Regions from separate parts of the Hordeum vulgare genome. Here region 2 is linked to region 1. Evidence: chromatin contacts called from public Hi-C data. All regions are on one chromosome and are shown on one strand. Each heading gives the region's core, a stretch centred on a gene start, on an enhancer-like site or on the middle of the called end of the contact. The rest is flanking DNA. Distances are from core to core; before and after follow the strand shown.

Evidence for each region. A called contact is a pair of places that touch in the nucleus more often than the background predicts.
Region 2: a Hi-C map of seedling shows a contact between it and region 1, with 5 times the contacts expected there. The contact joins the promoter of LOC123426019 here to the promoter of LOC123426017 in region 1. A contact is called at or near these places in 3 of 6 Hi-C or Micro-C datasets (leaf and seedling) and 1 of 1 datasets of contacts at active chromatin or transcription factors (embryo).

Annotation. Positions count from the first base shown.
Region 1 is chr2H:254,244,505-254,247,204 of MorexV3_pseudomolecules_assembly, reverse strand. It overlaps LOC123426017 (protein FAR1-RELATED SEQUENCE 5-like), which reads left to right and starts at 1,282. Exons shown (of 4, transcript XM_045109796.1): 1 at 1,282-2,700. The coding sequence starts at 1,373.
Region 2 is chr2H:254,995,838-254,998,664 of MorexV3_pseudomolecules_assembly, reverse strand. It overlaps LOC123426019 (protein VASCULAR ASSOCIATED DEATH 1, chloroplastic), which reads right to left and starts at 1,288. Exons shown (of 19, transcript XM_045109798.1): 1 at 1,244-1,288; 2 at 1,102-1,242; 3 at 937-999; 4 at 113-163. The coding sequence starts at 1,288.

The sequences.
Region 1 (2,700 bases), core at 33-2,532:
CAACTTTTCTCTTGGTGGAAGTGTGGATCTAGGCCTTCTCAACCAATCCCTAAAGAATCAACAAGTTTGATTGGCTAGGGAGAGAGATCGGGCACTTTTAAGCTTAGGGAGCAACAATGGAGCTTGAGAGGGTAAGAGATAAGGTTCCACAACTAGAAGAACCCTTTATATAGTGGGGGGGAAATCAGACCGTTTTCCCACTCTCTGCCCGAGCTGCAGCGGTACTACCGCTGGCACTCCAGCGGTACTACCGCTGACCAGGGGCGGTACTACCGCCGCCTAGTGGTACTACCGCCGCCTAGCGGTACTACCGCTGGAACTCCAGCGGTACTACCGCTGGGCTCCTGATAGTGCAAAAGCACTACCACCGCCAAGAAAGTCTTCGCAAAAAGGTCCGTCCACGAACTACCGCTAGGCAGGCGGTACTAAGCTCCTGGAGCGGTACTACCGCTGACCAGGGGCGGTACTACCGCTAGCCTTCCAGCGGTACTACCGCTGGGGACCAATTTGCAAGGAGGAAATAAACACAGTGGCGGGGGCCGCTCCAAAAATGAAGGTAAGGGAGAATATGTGAAGTGTGCGCGTGCAAAGATAGATTCCACCCAAACCTTTTTACTACGGATCCCCTCTTAATAGTACGGCTTTCCTATGACTCAAATAAAGAGAATCGTAGAGAGCGTCGTGCTTTCGTTCCATGAATGAGGAGACGAGTCGTCTTGTGCCGTTGACGTGTGTTATCTGAAACCTTAACACACACGGTTAGTCCTTTACGGTACTGTCTACAATCACCAAAATTACTTAGGCATAAACTATGCCCCAACGGAAGCAATACATACCTTGCGGGCCTTATCGAACACCTTGCGGACGCCAAGCGGCAGTGTGCGGCTGGGCGCTGTTCGTCGGAGGACTGCCGCACGCGACGGGCGGCGCTGACTAGAGAGAGACGGAGGAAGCCGCAGCTACGCGAGGAGAGACCGGGGAAGCGTCGGAACGGTCGCCGAAAAAATGGGGTGGCGCGGGCGGCGACGGCGGCACGGCTGGATGGGTAGGTGGAGTTTCGTGCGAGCGCTCGAGAGTTCAGCGCGCGGGAGCGGACGCAGCAAATCAGCGGCGCACGATGACGTTTTCCTCCCGCGCGCTGGATTACATATGCCGCACACGCTATTTTTACGCGTCCGCTGAAACGCCCGAAACACTAGCGCGGGCTAAAAGGACTATTTTTTTCAGCGCGGCGAAAACGATGGCGCTGATCAATCCCTCAACCACACACATGTACCCATAGCCGCCGCCTCCACAACCAATCCATCCAACCTCTTCTTCCTCCTCCCGCTGCTCTCCCCCTTCATTCCTCCAAACCCTAGCACAGACCCTAATGTCCACCACCGCACACACCCCTGCCTCCCTCTCCGGGGACTCCTCGCCGACTACCTCCGGCTCATCCTCCCCCTCCTCTGCCGCCGCTGTCGCTGGCTCATATGAGCCCGCGCTTCTCGGCCAAGCAATCTCGATTTCCACACCTGCTGCCTCCGGGGATGATGCCGCCGTCCCCACCTCGCCCCAAATAGGCATGTACTTCGAGACGGAGGACGACGCGTACGAGTTCTACAAGGCATACGCCACTCGCCTTGGCTTCGTCGTCCGCAAGTCCAACAAGTCCAAGAACTCCCGGCACACCGTTACCCGCCGTCTCTTCGTCTGCTCCAAGCAGGGCTTCCGCCAAGAACCCAAGAAGCCTCAAGATGAGACCAACGTCACCGTTGCTGCTCCGCCACCGCCTCCTAGGTGCCCGGACTCACGCACCGGCTGCCTGGCGTCCCTCACCATCAAGCTACTTCCTTCTGCCAATGCCTTCCGTGTCACTGAATTTGTTGCCGAGCACAACCACCAGCTCGCCTCTGCAGCATCCGCGGTATCACTGGCAATGATTCCATCTAGTTCTTCGCATCGCAGCATTGCCGCTGCCGCAAGCTTGCCGGACCCCAGGGACGGGCCAAGCCCAGAGATGCACTTCGAGACGGAAGATGACGCCTATGCCTTCTACAACCGGTACGCCGAGCATGTGGGTTTCAGCGTCCGCCGATCATATAAGAAGCGCAAGCGTGGGGTGATTGTGTCTCGTATCTTTGTATGTTCCCGTGAGGGCGTCAGTGACCGTGCCAAGCACGATAGCCTGGCCAGTATCAGCACCAGTGCTGGTGCAGGGGCACCAGGCACGCCTAGGCCAGGCCCACCACCAACACGAACAGGTTGCCAGGCAAGAATGGTCATCAAGATCACCCCATGCCGAACATACCGGGTTGCTAATTTTTTTGCGGAGCATAATCACCCACTCGCTAACTCAGAGACCGTGCACAAGCTGCGGTCACATAAGATGAGGGCTCGAGTGCACGAGCTTGGTGCAGGGGAACTGCATCGAAGGAAGCAGGGAAAGGGTGTGCAGCTTGGGGATGCTGGTGCTGCATTGGAATACATGGAAGGGTTGCAGGTGGGAAACCCTTCAGTGTATTATGCAGTAGGAATGGCACCTGATGGGAATTCGGCTGTAAATTTCTTCTGGGCTGATGCAAAGTCAATCATTGACTTCAGAAGCTTTGGTGATGTTGTTTGCTTTGATACAACATATGGGCTGAATGTGTATGGGCGACCATTTGCATTGTTTGTTGGTGTGGACAACCATAAGCAGTTACTCGTATTTGGTGC
Region 2 (2,827 bases), core at 39-2,538, 750 kb before region 1:
TGCATGATCACTAAATACAGGCAACCTATGATCATGGGAGTAACACAGATGCATATACTCTAGTTTAATTTGGGAGACGAGCACATAAGTTGAAGTGAATAAAGGAAAAAACCTGAAGAAGAATATTTTCTTGGAGGGCACAGTTAAAATCTTGCACAAGAACCTGCAATAACAACAATAACTAATTAACATCCAAACATTAAATTGATGAAATATCATGTGAGATCGCTTTGTGACTATGAACGTGTGCGATCCAAAGCATGGTTACAAAACTTGATACCGTGCTCTATTCAATTCTACAGAATAATCCAAAATCCTACCTCGCGACCAACCATAAACAATCGATTAACTTGGTAAATTATTTCCTGATCAAAAGACAAACTTGGCAAATTATTTCCTGATCAAAAGACAAACTTGGCATGTTACTGTGATAGGACATGAAAGGTTGACCGTTTGGTTCCCCGAACAATACGATCACGTAAAACAAATTAAAATAGTCACTCAATTAATTATCAACCGTAAGATCATGAAACCACAAACTGACTACTGAATCCACCACATACAGAAATAGCTATTGAATTCATACATAAAAAAAGGCTACGATACCGACAGGCAAATCCGCCAGCTACAGAGTCAGACACAATTTCGGCAAGCTATATCAAATTCATCAATAACTGAACCATCACCAATAATGCACGTTTTATTGAAGGAACCAAATTGGAACCATAAACAATACCCTAACCTAATCAGAACCAAGATTAAAGTACGAATTTGTCATGATGTAGTTTTATCCGTGGGGAATCTTCCACATGGAGTGAAATCCCCTCAACCCCAGTTCAAACCACTTTCGTACACAAATTTCCCCAGAACAATGCATCAGAATCAGAAGCCGAGAATTAGATCGAACAGAGGAAGCGACCGCCAAATGTGAATTACCTCGTCCGGCGGGAGCCGGAACATCAGCCTGTACTCCTCGCTCCTACTCACGAGCAACGGGCTCTGCACGATCAAACCGCGCGGCGTAAAAAAACGAGAGAAGAAAAAGGAGGAGAAAGCAGGAAAAGTCCGGCAAGTTCCAATTCCGAAGCAAGTGCCACCCACCGAGACATCGCAGGCGGAGAGGTCCCCGGAGTGGGCGGATATCGGGGAGGAGACCGCGGGCGCGTCCACGCTGACGACGGCGAGGCGGCGAGGCGGGGAGGCCGGCGAGGGCGCGGTGGTGTCAGCGAGGGCACGGGTGGGGGGGGGGCGCAACGGTCGGGGAGGCCGCAGCGGTCGGGGACGCCATGCGGACGGCGCCGCGTGCTCCAGTGGGGGGGGGGGGGGGGGGGTCGGTCTAGGAGAGGAGGGCGAACGGTAGGTGAAGTGAGGCATGGGCGGGGGGGGGCGGGGGGTTGAATAGTGAAAGTTGGGGCCGGTGTGAACGGTGACGGTGACGTGTTGCGGACTTCTTCCAGTTGGTCGGCTAGCGGCACGGTGGTGGGCTCCGTCGGACGGACAAGGAAGGAGATCACAATTAGATCATGCACGTCCTCCTTGTTCGGTATTATTAGAAATTAATTAGTAGACTAATTAATCAAGAGTTGTGTCCAACCTAAATAGTTGTGTCTCCTCTTTCTTGCTATATTGTCAACAGGCACCTGTTCTGGAGGGATGTCTCCGAACAGAAATCTCTTCTTTGCATCTCTTCTAGATTTTATATATACTTAAGAATCAATAGAAATCAGGACTGATCGTCCATTCACTTTCATTCAATCCCGTTTTACTCTAACACGTTATCAGCACGCTCTCCTTCGTCTCAGCGACTCGAATAAGTGAGGACAACTCCACGTTCGCCGTTGACGAAGCCGATGGCCAACCCGTGATGAACGACCATGGCAGGAAACACGAGAGAGATTAGGCCATCCCGGCGGTCAAGGATGTCGTTCTCGTCGCCGATGACCACACGCAGGCGACGTGCCGAACGAGCCCAGGTGCCGGCGCTCGATCGCGGCGTCCTCCAAAGCATGGTTTGGTCTCGCCCTCTCCTTCCCTTCTCCCAGACGTAGATAGCAAAGGCCGCATAAGCGGCCCTCTTCGGCATGGCCGACCATGGCGCATCAGCGACCCGGGATTGCTATGGGAGGCATGGTGGTGTGGCAAGCGCCTCCAGACCGAAGGCTCGGCGTTGATGGAGGGGCACAGCCGGCCTCGACCTCGCGGCACGCGGACCACGACGCCCTCCCCACCACGGCTCGCGACGGAGCCCAAAGCGGTTCCTCGACGACGACGTACCCGCGACGGAGGCGAGGCAGCGCCCGATGCGGCTCCCGGTATCCGACGTGGAGTGCATGCGGTCGTGGTCCTGCTCGCGGCGAAGATGGTGCGGGCTCTTCCTTCGGCTGACTTGTCCAAGCTCGAGCCCCGTACGAAGCGTCCTCCGACGTGGCTTCCTATGGAACTGACGGAGGCGGCGCTAACGCAGCAAGGCCTGTGGCACGGCCAGCCCCTCCCGGGCGGCAGCCAGCGGAGGCAGCCCCGATGGCACACGACGGGAGCGCATCATGGCGGTCGTGCATGAAAGGATCGATATGGTTGACTAGAGGGGGATGAATAGGCAACTACCACTTTTTAACTATTCTTAACAAGTTAGGGTTAGCAACATAAAGGTTCTCTAAAATGACAACTAGGTGATCAACCTATATGATGCTACCAACTATAATCGGTAAGCCAAGTAAGAAATAGTCTACAACAATAACATACACAATGTAAAGATTAGAGATAACCACAGGTGGAACCAATGAAGACGAGGATGTATTACCGAAGTTCCTTCCCTTTGACAGGAAGT